Regions from separate parts of the Mus musculus genome. Here region 1 is linked to region 2. Evidence: chromatin contacts called from public HiCAR-type data. All regions are on one chromosome and are shown on one strand. The core of a region is the stretch at or near the end of the contact, and the rest is flanking DNA. Distances in the headings are between cores, read along the strand shown.

Region 1 (7,451 bases), core at 3,396-5,895, 1.8 Mb after region 2:
CACATTCTTGGGGGAATCCCGCCTGACCTTGCCCCAGACAGGCAACGCATGAGCAGATCCTCCCATGGGGGATCACACCAGTCATTCACAGAAAGACATAGTCAGCCGGCCTGTCACACATCCATGAAGCAGTTGGGCTCTGAGCAGATTCTTGTGTAGGTCAATGTATAGCATCCCCAGCCTTGAGCAGGCTGACTCAGACCTGTTATTCTGACACTGTGGATGAGACCACCTACGGTGGAGTCTTCCAGACCTAGATAGGTCTATTCTGTCACCTGTGCTGCTCTTCTCCAAGATGCCAATAACCCAAAAGGCTGAACCTGTCTTCCTGAGATATTCCTGGGATAGCTGACAATCTGTCGAATTGGCGACCTAATGCTAGCAGCTCTAGCAGACTAAGTGCTAACAACTTGGCAACAAAGCATCAAGAAGTCTGGGTGGCAGGGAAATGGGCTTTCCCCCTTTATAAGCACAGACTCTTAGTAAACATTGGGCCATGATCAGAAATTTGTCTTGGTCTCGTTTCTTCTTTCGTTTCCTCCCTTACAGCTCCAACCTCCCACTCAGGAACCCAGTTTGTGTGGCTGCGACGGGTACACAATGAACTCCGGGATCAGGAGAGGTCATGAAGTGAGCACAAGGGGGCCATGTAAAGGTCAGGGGTCATGTGAACTCTCCATACCTTGCAGTCCCTCCTGCTGTGATCCCAGGGCTCAGTCATTACATTAGACCCCAGTCACAGCCCCGCATCACAGGCCTGTGTTCCCCTCCATGTCCCCCTTCTCCCCAATATCCCCTCTACACACCTCTGGCCCTTACCTGACCCCATGATGTACCGGGAGCCCCAGCCTTGCTGGTCTTGCTGCCCAGAGTCGGTATTCACAGAGGACCTGGAGGGAGGCAGGTAGGTAGCGCATGAGGGGAGGGGAGGACACAGGGAGCACCCCTGTCACAGCGTCCAAGGATATGTGCAGAGGACATGCGGGGAGGAACTGCGGAGAGCACCACCTGCCACCTGTTGCAGCATCTACAGTCACGCGAGAGGATACGCAAGGAGGACATGTAGGGAGGACATACGGAGAGTACCCAAGGACATGTGAAGAGAACATGTGGGGAGCACTACATGCTGCATCACCCACAGACTCCCTGAGAGGGCAGGTGGTAAAAACACGAGGGGAGGACATGCGGGGAACATCACCCGCGAACCTGAGGAGCGGGATCTCTGCCAGCGCCAGCTGCATCCGGGCCTCCCTCGTGCGTGCGTTACAACGGAAGATATGCAGAACTAGGGTGAATCTGTCGAACACACGCAAACCCCAAGCGGACTCCAGCTCCTTCTGAGGAGATGGGGGCCACGCAGGGATCAGTCAGGGGTCACATGGTGTCATGGGTCATGTGAGGATCAGGGGGGACACAAGGGAACCTTGGTCGGTGGCGCCATCCTCTCCACGTTCAGGAACACGGACGTGATGTCCTGGCATCCCTTGATCTTTTCTGGAGCACAGGGAGTGGCCCGTCATGGGGTTAGGAGGAGGACGGGAGGCAGTCTGACCCATCCTACACCAGCGCAGGTGAGGCGCATGCCCAGCGGCCAAAGGTGAGGTACCGCTCACCTGTCACGTCCTGAAAGTTGCCCTTGCCGAACACCAGCCTGCTGCCAGGCGCTGCGCTGGGCACCACCAGGGTACTCGCGACCGACCATCCTGGAAGTGCGCGCACCAGGGCGGCCGCCTCTGCCACCTGCCACTCCGCTGTGAGGACACAAGGGTCCATCCAGTCAAGGGCCGAGCGGGAAGACCTCGGACCACGGCGGTGGACAGGGTTAGCTCTGGGATGAAACCGCGCCCGCGCAGAGTCCGCATCCCCCGCCCACACCATGTCCCCACCCTGCAGCTCACATCACAACCCTAAGAAGCTCGCCAGGCCATGATCCAAAGCTCTACCAGGGAAAGGCAGAACCTCTAGGACTCGCCCCCAGCGCCCAATGTTCCCCCCCCCCAGACTCCGCCTACAAATTTAGGATAGTCCCGCCCCAAGGTCCCACCCGGAGCACGCGCAGCCTCACCCATCGGGCAGGCCCAGGTACCATCACATGCTCAGCCAGATCACGCCCCCAGCACGCAAGCTCGCCAGACTCCGACTCCACCAGGAGAGCAGCCACGAACCCAGCACATCCCAGACTATCCACACTCTCTACCGTACGCCCGATGTCCATCATAGTACCCTGCCCCCAGTGCTCCTCCCTCGGCTTCTCCTTCCTTTCTCGTGACTCCGCCCCTTCCAGAACTAGGCGTCACCGCCGCCCCAATTCCCCGTGGCCTTCCTGTATAGCACTAGTAAGTTTCGGCCTTCAGGTCCTCGCCCCTTCCGGCTTCCCTGCTCAATCCCCACTCTCGCCCTACCCGATACCTGTGCTTCGAGGCTTTTTTCCGGCCGGGCGTTTGACGTCAGGATGCAGGACGCAAACGCGCTGTGTATCCAAGGGCAGGAGGGGTGGGGCGCGGAGCAGCTCATCCTCCTCTTCCTCTTCGTCCTCACGGGGGTCCTCCTCGCCCCCACCACGGACGGGACCGCCCCCCGCCCACGCGCTCCCCCAGACCCGGCTCCCGGCGTGGACAGTGCGGACGGGACTTGGCAGGGTCACCGCGGGGCTCCGAACGAGTTGTACGCGGCGCACACGCGGGAGCCAGAACCCCGGGAGCACGGCGGCGCGCAGAAAAAGCATGGCGCGTGCGCGCGCAGCGAGAGACTGCGGGGGCGGGGGAGGGAGAGCAGGGAGGGACGGGAAGAACAACAGGGCGCATGTGCGTGCCGCGAAGGGTGGCTCTGGGAGGATCGAGAGCAGATCGCTTACCCGCAGCGAAAAACTTGGATAGGGGCGGGGTCAGGGAGAAAGGACAGCAAGGCGCATGCGGCGAGGGGCGGGGCCGAAAGGACAATGCCTCTAAAACAAAACAAATAAAAATAAGCCTAGTGGTGGAAGATCTGAATAGAGTTAGTGTAGGCACAGCAATTTCAAAAGGAACAACACAGGACTCAATAGAACTCAGGGTTTGGCCTATGACAACTTTTATGAAGACAATAAAGTTAGGTATAAAGGACATAGGCTATTGAAATAATCTAGCACTGAATGTTAAAATAGAATTCAAATAAGTTATAAAATGTGTTAGCTTTTATGCTTAGTTATAAGAAATTACAAATATTCATGTTTCTGTTGAAACTTACTTGGGCCACAGGAAACTCTCCTCAACACAGAGGAAGATGGAGTCACAGATGGTAGGCTAGAGGATGTTCAGTACCAAGAACTAGAAGGAACTAAATGGAATATATCTGTGACCTGGGATAGCTGCGCGCTCTCTCTCTCTCTCTCTCTCTCTCTCTCTCTCTCTCCTGTGTATCTTTTTTTCAAGTCATTTATATATTTTCTGGAGTGGAGTTGTGGGGACATATTCATATAAAGTAGGAACAAATCAAGCCTTGGGATGTGTGCTGCTGACAATCCATTTAGCTTACTTGCCTGAAGCAGGGAACTAGGGGATACAAAACAAACAAACAAAACAAAACAAAACCCAAGCTGGAGATGTCTCTCAGACTAGTAAAGAGACTGGCTGCTCCACTGAACATAGTCATGATTAAAATAGTTCAAGATGTCACAGCACTGGTTGCTTCTCCAGAGGACTGGGGTTCAGTTCCTAGCACTCACATATTTGGCTCTTCATGAGTATCTTCCTGGATGCAGACAGTAGTGCTGAAATGTCTAATTTGGGTATAGAAGCCAAGAACATCAAGAGATATTTAAAAGTTAATGAATTCTTCCTTTAAATTATCTGCTTTGGGTGACAGAAAGATGGCTCAGGGGTGCGTTTCCAGAGGACACAAGTTTAATTCCCACCACCCACATAAGAGCTCACAACAGTCTTAGGAGGATCAACACCCTCCTGGCCTCTGTAAGCATGCACACAGTGCACAAGCATATAAGGCACAACACTAATATACATGAAATAAACAAATACATTTTAAAATAAAAAAGAGTTTTAAGAAATAAAATAGGACTGGAGAGATGACTCAGTGGTTAAGAGCACTGTCTGCTCTTCCAGAGGTCCTGAGTTCAAATCCCAGCAACCACATGGTGGCTCACAACCATTTGTAATGTGATCTGATGCCCTCTTCTGGTGTGTCTAAAGACAGCGACAAGTGTACTCACATACATAAAATAAATGCATCTTTAAAAGAAGAAGAAGAGGAAGAAGAAGAAGAAGAAGAAGAAGAAGGAGGAGGAGAAGGAGAAGGAGAAGGAGAAGGAGAAGGAGAAGGAGAAGAAGAAGAAGAAGAAGAAGAAGAAGAAGAAGAAGAAGAAGAAGAAGAAGAAGTAGTAGTAGTAGTAGTAGTAGTAGTAGTAAAATGCTTCAGGCCAGTGAGACAATACAACGGTAAGGGCCGAAGAAGAAGAAGTAGTAGTAGTAGTAAAATACTTCAGGCCAGTGAGACAATACAACGGTAAGGGCCCTTGCTGATGACATCGTCTTAAGGGAACATGAAGGCTGGGGGTGGGGGGTGGAGGGGTGGGTCCGGAAGTGAAGCCCATCCTTCAGTCCCAGGCACATTTGCCCCAGTGGATCTCTGGGAAATGTAGTTCTACATCGACACTTCCTCTACTGGGCCACACCGACTCTGCAGCTGTTAGGTCTGCAGTAAGCCCTAGTGAAGCTAGTGACAGATGACGTGATCCTGTAGAGAGCTAAGTCTGTATCCAATCTGGTCTTTGGCAAACTCAAAGAGCGTTTAGGCTCTGCCTGGAGCAGGTGCGGAGCCATTGGAGAGGGGAATTGCGCATGCGCAGAATGGCGGTCCCGGTTTTGGTAAGGATTAAGGTGAGGCGGGCCCTGAGCACTCTTGAGGGATTGTGTCCAACAGCCTGGTAGGAGGTTGGGGCAAGAAGAGGTGGCTGAAGGAGGGAGTGCAGGAGGAGGGTGGGAGAAGGTGACGGTGCCATTACTGATGCTGCACCCTGTCAGGGACAATAAGGCACGCGGATTAGATGATGGAACATCCGAACACAGAACATTCTGGCCTGTGAGAACAGGTGTCAATGCCAGGTAAATGAAGAACTAGTGGGATTCCCCAGACAAGTCTTGTGGGGCGGGAAGGGGTTGCTTTGTATGTTTGTAAACCAGTGAGTCCCGGACGGCATGTATGTGTGCTCTTTTTGTTGGTGAAGACAGTAATCATCAGTCATTCGGGTGCCATAAGGACCCTGTCTTCCTGAGAAACAGCAGAAATGATTAAATCTTTCACCTTTTGGATTCTAGGAGAGGCTCACTGTCAAGACTTATCGTCTAAGTACAATAGTGCTTAGATCTGACTGTACTTTGTTAGCAATGGCAAACCTGAAAGTGGCCCTCTCCATTTTTATGCTTGCCTCAGAAACCCACCTATCAGTCCCAATAAAAATGTTTTTAAACAAACTGGTTAAGTTTCTTTTCTTCCTTCAGTTTCTTGACTCTTGTGCTGTATACAAACTCCCCCTAAGCAGAGAGATATTCCTATTTACTTTCCATCACATACTTTTTTTAAGAAAAGATTTACTTATTTTTATGTATATGAGTACACTGTGGCTGTACAGATGGTTGTGAGCCTTCATGTGGTTGCTGGGAATTGAACTCGGGACCTCTGCTTGCTCTGGCCCCACTTGCTCTGGCCCAAAGATTGATTTATTTTATTATATTTAAGAACACTGTAGATGTCTTCAGACACACCAGAAGAGGGCATCAGATCTCATTACAGATGGTTGTGAGCCATCATGTGGTTGCTGGGATTTGAACTTAGGACCTCTGGAAGAGCAATCAGTGCTCTTAACCACTGAGCCATCTCTCCAGCCCTCCATCACATTCTTTAATCACACCTGGCTATACCTAGTTTTGTTTTTTTTTAACATGTTGATTTTTTTTTAATTTTAGATTTATTTATTTATTTTATGTATATGAGTACACTGCAGCTATCTTCAGACACACCAGAAGAAGGAATCAGATCTCATTACAGATGGTTGTGAACCACCATGTGTTTGCTGGGAATTGAACTCAGGACCTCTAGAAGAGCAGTCAGTGCTCTTAACCTTTAAGCCATCTCTCCTGCCCTACCTAGTTCTTTATACAAGTTTTAGTTCTCTTACAAAAAAAAAAAAAATCTAAGCTGGTGGTGGTGCATGCTTTTAACCCCTGCTTTTGGGAGGCAGAGTCAAGCAGATCTCTGAGTTTGTGGCCAGCCTGGTCTTCAAAGTGAGTTGCAGGACAGCCAGGAAAACCACACTCCAACTTCTTTCATACCCCAGTATTTGTGACATCTAGCCTGAGGCTTTAAATTATCTGCTTTCCCATCAAGAGAAAACCAAGATTTGCTTAACCAGTTTTGCTTAATGATATATACTAACATAACATATCTGTTTCTCCACAGGCCACGTCTCTCAGGAGTGAAACAGTTCCTGTGAAACAAACAAGAGGTGGACTCAAGTGTGAGAACATGTTCTTAGGTTCCACATATCATATCGCTCTCTGGAATCAGGACAGAAAAAAGTCATGACATCTTGAGTTCCTTAAATATAGCGGAAGATGACAGAATCAAGGGTGAGTTGTTTGCTTATATCCTACCACATGGGTTTTTTCTACTCTGCTTAGAGGTATGAGATTTACATGAATCTGCAACAAGAAAGGTCTTAAGTTTAGACTCTGAATAGATTTGAATTATAATAAGAGAAAATACAAAACTTTCTAATAGCTATTGAAATGGATGGTCTAGGGAACAAATTCCCAAATAGCCACCCTGCGATTACTATATTTCTTGAGACTGGTTTGTATAGAATTCCTTGATATAAGTTTCAAACATGAATGTAAAGAATTTGGACCACTATTTTAGAAACTAAGACAGGAGTCTTTTTTTTTTTTTTTTTACTTTTATTTATTTTATGTATATGTGTACACTGTAGCTGTCTTCAGACACACCAGAAGAGGGCATCGGATCCCATTACAGATGGTTGTGAGCCACCATGTGGTTGCTGGGAATTGAACTCAGGACCTCTGGAAGAGCAGTCAGTGCTCTTAACCACTGAGCCATCTCACCAGCCCGGCAGGAGTCTTAAATACACATTAGTTTAGATTATGGTTTTAGGAATGAGAAGTCAGTCATGTAGCAGGGTGGTCATTATAGCCCTTCACCTAATACTCATAAATAGATGGGCTGACCAAGATGAGCTTTAGGTGCCAAGTGGTTAGTTAAAGTTAAAGCAATAAACCGCAAAGAACAATGCATTGGTCTTGTATCACTTTTGCAATGGGATAAAGAAGAACCCAAAACCCAAGAAGTACCTCCCAACCTCCCTTGAAAATGGTCTGACCATTAGCACAAATGAGGGGCTATCTCACTACTTACCGCTGAAGGAGTTCTGAATAGAATGTCTC
Region 2 (7,324 bases), core at 1,214-3,713:
ATACATGCTGTGTGCTATGAATGGCAGAACTAGAGAAATGGAGCCTTTTGGAGCTCAGAAGAGTATGAAGTCAAGTTTTTGAGTTGTACTTTCGGACTTAGGGTTTCTTCTCATTTTATTATGACTGTTTCCTGATTCTTTCCTCTTGGAGTAAGAAAGTATATAACTTAATTTTGATTTTACAGGAGTGCACAGTTGAGAGACTTTGAATATATTTTAAGAGATGGAACGTTAAAACTGCATGAGTTTGGGACTGGAGAGATGGCTGTAGTTAAGAGCACTGATTGCTCTTCCAGAGGTCCTGAGTTCAATTCCCAGCAACCACATGGTGGCTCACAACTGATACCCTCTTCTGATCTGTCTGAAGAGAGTGACAGTGCATTCACATACATAAAATAAATCTTAAAAATAAATAAAACCCCTGAGTTTTAAAGTTACTTATGTCATATATTATTAGTATTATATGAGATCTTAGGGATAAAAAAAATAAAGGAACAGAGTTGAATAATTTATTTGCATACCAAGTTGTCAAGGGTCAATTATCCTGGTTGGGCTTTGTTTTTGTTTTTTCCTCAACTTGACACAAGCTAGAGTCAAGGATCTGAGAAGAGGATAGTGGACTAAACCTCTGAATGTAAGGCAACCCCAATTAAATGTTTTCCTTTTATAAGAGTTGTGGTCATGGTGTCTCTTCACAGCAATAGAACATTGACTAAGACAAACTGTGACCCAGGATATTTAAGCCAAATAAGCCTTTTGCTCCCAAAGATGTTTTGGTCATGGTGTTTTATAACAGCAATAGAAACCCTAAGACAACATGTAACACTTCAAACTATATAGTCTGAAGTTTTAATTGGTTAATCATTCTTGTAGGAAGTTAAGTGTAAGGTGGTATTCTTTCAGGAACTTTTGTTCATAGAAGTTCATGTTTATGTGAAATGAGGAATAATGTACACACTGCAGTTGGTAGTCTAGCGGGACAATAGAGTTCGTGTCTTCTGTGTTTTGTTTTGTTTTTCTCTTCTGCTTAGTTGTTCTGTCCATTATCAACACTAGGATATTAAAGTGTCTAAACAGTGTTCTTCTATTTCCTATTTCTACGTTCATTTGTCAGGACTTGCTACATGTACTTTACTGATATTTTATGTGCACATGCATGTATATTCCTGTGGTACTGTCTTACTGATATTTTGATTTAATAAGACAGTGTGGTATTGTCATAAAAACACCTAATTAATAAACTATGTCATTAACTAATCACTGATAAATTCAAAGGCTACACACACACACACACAATTTATTTGTTTGTTTATTTTTATTCCCTTCCCCCCTCCCCCAGACAGGGTTTCTCTATGTAGCTGCTGTCCTGGAACTTGCCTGGAAGTCACAGAGATCCATGACATAATATTTTTAACACCACTCATGTTGGGTAAACATGCAGAAGAATGGAACTGGACCCTTCCTTTATACATACAGAAATATCAAGTAAAAATGGGTTAACCACTAAAATTTAATATCTGAAGCTATAAAACTCCTATAAGAAAAAGGTGAGAAGAAACTTCACCAAAACTGATGCTTTTTTTCCCCCTTAAACATATAACACCAAATTCACAGAGAATTACCACCAAAAAAAAAAAAAAGTACGTGTGATTATGGTAAACTGAAAAAAAAAAAACATGAACTAGATGAAAATTTAGCTTACAAATCAAATATAAAGGTTGCTATCCAAGATATTAAGGAATTCATACAACTTAACAGCAGCAAAACCTCTATCTTGTTCTTGGCTTCCTAGAAAAACAGAGTTCGTGAGAAGGGGTTTGGGTCTTTTGACTTACAGAAGCAAGGTCCGCAAGGAGAATGAGTGTGCACAAAGGAAGACAAGGCTGGGGTGGACTCTGTTCAAAGACCGGCTTCTGTCTCATTGCATGAGCCCGGGAAAATTCCCGCATCTAGAGCGGAAAGACCTTGCCTACCAAACACGTGGCCCCCTACGGTTTAGAGGTTCCTTCCAGAGGACAGCTTTCCAAAGAAGGGGAGCACACTCACTGATTGCCAATCGCATCAGGATCGCTTAATCTGCAGGCTTGCCCCAGACCCGAGTCTGTCAGAGTCGTCCTGTCAGAAAACTGGGGCCATAACACCAGGAGGAAGTGAGTAGGACTAATAATACACCAGAAACACCAGCAGCTAAATACTGCACCGACACTGGGCAGCGCTAGATGCGCCTGGCTCAAGGCGCACAAACTTGGAATCCTGAGATGGCGGGGCAGGTGCGGGGACTCTCGGTGGCACCGGAAGCGAGGCTCCCGAATGGATCAGCCGGGGATTCCGTGGACCTTTGGGTTCGGGAGGAGGCAGGGACTCCCGGGAGAATCACCCCGGGGCCGGTCCGCGGGGAACGTCGTCAGGGAGCGACCGCGGGCACTCGCCACTCTGACGTACTTCCTGTGCGCTGGGGCTGGCGAGGCAGGCTGGGAGGGAGCTCTTGACAGTCCGGGTGTGGGCTCTGGGTGCGGGTTTGCAACGCCCGCTGTTACACTAAGTTTCGGGCCGACCGGCCCAGCGGCAGGGCAGAATGCGGCTGGGCTCCGGGGCCTTCGCTGCCAGCTGCGTAGCGATTGAGGTGATCGGGGTCGCGATATTTATTCGGGGATTCTTCCCAGCTCCTGTTCGTTCCTCTGCTAGACCAGAGCACGATGCAGAGACCCCAGCGCCCGAACCCGTAGCAGGTATAGCCCCCCGCCCCCATCTCGGTGGTTCCCGCTTTCATTCTGCCCCACCACGGAAACAATTTGTATTGTTTTAGTGTTGTTTGTGTATCATACACCTTCGAGGCATTCGCAGCCTCCCGCCCCATGTCGACCTATGTGATAATCAGAGGATTCCCAGAGTAACTCCGACTTTGCGTCTTGTTTGCCGCTGTTCAGTGATTCGTACCCCTTTTCCTAATAATCCTTTCAATCACTACCAATTTAGGTTTCCAGTTTTGGACCCATAGGGCATAACAGGTGATGTTTCTTCAGATCTCCTCCAGTTTTCTACAACTCTCCCCCAGAAGACCTCCCGGCCCTCAGTGCTTAGGGCCTCTCTGCATTAGCACCCTAGTAGCCTCACCAACACAGAAATAAACACCTGATACCCACTCCGCTGCAGTGAAACAGGTCCATATAATCACAGCCACTGGACATGTAAACCCATAGGTTCACTGCCTGCAAGACTAGGCTTTAGGGCAAGCTCAGGGAGGCACAGTTTCCAACTGTATGTCTCTTAGGTAGAAGTGGCCCTGTCCTGGACTCTTCACCTTGCTAAGAGTAGTGCACTACACATTCCTGGGATACCTACTCATTGTTAACATACTGTCCAGCCTAGCCAGGAGATGCCCTTCTTGGTAGTCACCTGCAGGCTGGTTACAACCCTTGAAGGAACCTTCACAGTTGTCTTGTTTGGTTTCTTAGAAAATTAACACAACACTGGCTACCCAAAATGGGCCTTCTTTCAGGTTGAAATAGATTTGATGTGTGCTAGAAGAACAAAGGAAAAAGACATTGAAGGCAATGGAGTGCTGAATGGAGTTTAAAATTTAATTTCCCCTTTTCTAAATACTTTTAGGAGTCCGTTCGAACTGGACCAAGCTGCCACCACCTCTCTTCAGTAAAGTGGTTATTGTGTTGATAGATGCATTAAGAGATGATTTTGTGTTTGGGTCGAAAGGTGTGAAGTATATGCCCTACACAACGTATCTGGTAGAAAAAGGAGCATCTCATAGCTTTGTGGCTGAGGCAAAGCCACCCACAGTTACTATGCCTCGAATCAAGGTAAATTTAACTTGGTTAAATTTTATGAATCATGACTTGGCTCTTTTGAAGGTTTAGAGCGATTATTTAACCGACTTGGAGACCCTGTTTTAATAACATGGGAAATATTTCAGTGTTGTCAGTGTTGCTGGGCAGTGGGGTGCTGAGGAAATCCCATAATAAGGTAATCTTTTTACCCCTTGTTAAGTAGCTGAAGTTCATCCCTCATGGAAAGGGGGAGGGATTTAGAACCAGATTTTCCAGGCCACCGTAGTCCAGGAGGTATCCTCCTTTGTGGTGGCCTATTGTGTTCCTTAGTCGTCAGGCTTGAGGGAGCCTTTGGGCATATTCAGCCTAGTTCATTAACTGTATATACAAGAAGACAAACTCGGTCAAGTTAAATTATTTGTCAGAATTATACAAAATGATCAAAGAACTATGAACTGGTCTGAAGAGCTGTTACTTCTACTACATAATTTGTTGTTCAGTCTGATGAGGGCACTTCTGAAGTGCATTGTGCTTTACCTAAGAATTGTGGCGGGGGTGGGGGGTGGGGAGGCTGGAGAAATGGCTCAGAGGTTAAGAACACTGACTGCTCTTTCAGAGGTCCTGAGTTCAATTCCCAGCAACCACATGGTGGCTCATGACCATCTGCAATGGGATATGATGCCCAGTTCTGGTGTGTCTGAAGACAGCTACAGTGTACTCATATAAATAAAATAAAATTAAAAAAGAAGAGGAGGAGGAGGAAGTACTTAGCAACTACTAGGTGTTGATACTCTAATGAATATACATTTGGGGGAAACTGATTTCATGTGGCTTGTCGTCTCTATGGATGTACAAAGGCATTGGACAAACAAGCATTCAAAGAAACATGTAGTTACATTGCAATGAGTGCCTGAGGAAAGAGCAGTGTACAGTTCTGCTGGAGAGATAGGAGTGCAGCTGAGGTCATGGAGCCTGAAAAGCCTGTTTGAAGAAATTACACTCAAAAAGCCACTATTAGGAGGAGTAGGAGAGTGTTGGCAGAAAGGACCAGAAGTGTCTGAAAATCTGCGGCTGCGTTAAATAAAACATTTATTTCATTTTATGTGTATGAGTGTTTTGCCTGCATGCATGTAGGTGCACCACAGAAGGCAGAAAAGAGTATTACATCCATTGAGACTGGAGTTACAGGAGATTGTGAGCTGTCATGAACTGAACCCAGGCTGTCTGCAAGAGTGTCAAGTGCTCTTAACTATTGAGCAGTCTTTCAAGGCCCTAAAGATTTTCTTTTCTTTTCTTTTCTTTTCTTTTCTTTTCTTTTCTTTTCTTTTCTTTTCTTTTCTTTTCTTTTCTTTTCCTTTCTTCTCTTCTCTTCTCTTCTCTTCTCTTTTCTTTCTTTCTTTCTTTCTTTCTTTCTTTCTTTCTTTCTTTCTTTCTTAAGATTCATTTATTTATTTTATTTATTTAATGTACTCACCATTGCTCTCTTCAGACACACCAGAAGAGGGCATCAGACCCCATTGCAGATGGTCATGAGCCACCATGTGGTTGCTGGGAATTGAACTTAGAACCTCTGAAAGTTTTGTCAGTGCTCTTAACCACTGAGCCATCTCTCCAGCCCCTTTTCAAATTCTTTTATTGTATTTTTTTTTCAAATTCTTTTATTTTTAAACCAGTCTTCCAATGGGCTTCTCTGGTCTAGTGTAGTTCAGGGCCAGACCATGATTGGCAAAAGTTCGATTGAGCCTGTCACCCATTAAGGAATCTACCCAAGGCTCATTTGTGCTGGGACATTTGACTGTCTAGGTAGTTTTCAAGTCTGATCCGCCTTTCGCTGTTTAATCAGGAACTCCACCTCAGCCAGAAGAACTAGTAGTTTTGGTTACTTCTGAGTCTCTCTAGAGTCCCAGAAATACATGCATGCTTTAAAACTTGTCTGGAGTTGTCTTCCTTCCCGGAGCCCTGTTTCAGATTTCAAGTTGGTTTTTTTTTTTTTTTGCTTGCCACAGCCAACTGTAATGGAGTCATTATCAGATCAAGTAGAGAAGGAAGGAGATAGGAAAAACCATAGGGACAGTGTTTGCTTGAGCATGCCTATACAGCTCATTACATGATTTTGGTGACAGTTAAAGCTCCAAGGTAACTGCTTTTGATAGTTTTTATTGGTTTCCCATTGCTCTCGGGGTGCAGGGGAAGGGGTGCCAAACTCCTCAATTCTGCCATTCTGGAAGTCTGGTTGGTTTAAATTGACATTTTTGGCTAGTGATAAAACTCAACATTAGAGCACTTGTCTAGCATATGTATAGCACTGAGTTCAAGTTCTAGAATCTTAAAAATGGAGTTTGCATTTATTTGCCACTGAAAAATTCTTTTCAGAATTCTGTAGGCATTACAGAGATTCCTGTTCTTTTCACCACAAACCTCTGGATGTTGATATTTTCGGTGGTGATAGAACTCCAAATTATGAAGATTCACTACTATTACTGTGGCTTGTAGGGTCTGTGGTAAAAGTGGGGGAGAATATTGACTCTCCTCTAACCAGGAAGGTAGGCGATCTCACAGCCACCATCTGTTATGTGGTGCAGTATTGTAGGTGTGATTGATGTTCCGCTGACATTCTTGGCCCAGTTCACTTTGAGAACTGTATACAAGCAGGGTTTCTTCCTTAAAAAAAGATATTAGATTTGCTGGGTTGTTAGGGTTTGCTTGTTAACGAGCTTGCTGTACAAAAGGCAGGTTAAATCTTATGTGAAACCCTGACAAAGAGTCTGAATATACAGGCTCATGTTATCAGTGTTTATACACATGTTAGTATTAACTTTGTCAATAAGACATAGCTGGTACTGTGTCTAACTATTATTGTCATCTTCACTATCTTACCAATGTAAGGATTCCCTGAACCATGTTCATTAAATAATCAAGTCTTCAATATTGAGTTTGATATATTGGTCCAAAGTCCGTGTCCTATCTTGCTCTCCTCCCCTGCCCACTTGCCTCCTAGCTTTGACTCTGGTCTCTAGAATAGGGCCTACCGTAGGTTCGTACCCACCTGTTTGACCCCCAACTGATCTTCCTGTCTCTTGTGCTTTACTTTTGGATCTGTAATCTAAGTCTTGACATGTTTCTTTCTACAGGCATTGATGACAGGAAGTCTCCCTGGCTTTGTTGATGTCATCAGGAATCTCAATTCTCCTGTGCTCCTAGAAGACAATGTGTTAAGACAGGCAAAAGCTGCTGGGAAAAGAATTATCTTTTATGGAGATGAAACATGGGTTAAATTATTCCCAAAGCACTTTGTGGAATATGATGGGACAACATCATTCTTTGTGTCAGATTATATAGAGGTCTGTCTGTCTGTCTCTGTGTCACTTTGTCACTCTGTGTCACTCTGTGTCTCTGTCTCTCTCTCTCTCTCTTCTCCTTCCTTTCCCCCTCTCTTTCCCTCCCCCTCCCCAAGCTCCCATGCTGCCTAGGTAAGGGTAGAACTTGATGTGTAGCAAAGGCCATTCTTGAACTCTCTATACTCATAGCTCCTTCTCCAGAGT

Evidence for each region. HiCAR-type assays count read pairs that join an accessible place to other places.
Region 1: a HiCAR-type map of astrocytes shows a contact between it and region 2, with 7 times the contacts expected there. The contact joins the promoter of Zfp605 here to the promoter of Pigg in region 2. A contact is called at or near these places in 1 of 39 promoter capture datasets (hippocampal neurons) and 1 of 115 datasets of contacts at active chromatin or transcription factors (astrocytes).

Annotation. Positions count from the first base shown.
Region 1 is chr5:110,105,447-110,112,897 of GRCm38.p6, forward strand. Zfp605 (zinc finger protein 605) reads left to right here and starts at 4,646. Exons shown (of 5, transcript NM_001163996.1): 1 at 4,646-4,871; 2 at 6,451-6,620. The coding sequence starts at 6,606. It overlaps Plcxd1 (phosphatidylinositol-specific phospholipase C, X domain containing 1), which reads left to right. Exons shown (of 8, transcript NM_207279.2): 8 at 1-507. It overlaps Gtpbp6 (GTP binding protein 6 (putative)), which reads right to left and starts at 2,751. Exons shown (of 10, transcript NM_145147.5): 1 at 2,410-2,751; 2 at 1,614-1,751; 3 at 1,424-1,494; 4 at 1,207-1,337; 5 at 820-890. The coding sequence starts at 2,725.
Region 2 is chr5:108,310,350-108,317,673 of GRCm38.p6, forward strand. Pigg (phosphatidylinositol glycan anchor biosynthesis, class G) reads left to right here and starts at 2,464. Exons shown (of 13, transcript NM_001310689.2): 1 at 2,464-2,729; 2 at 3,610-3,815; 3 at 6,914-7,123. The coding sequence starts at 2,576.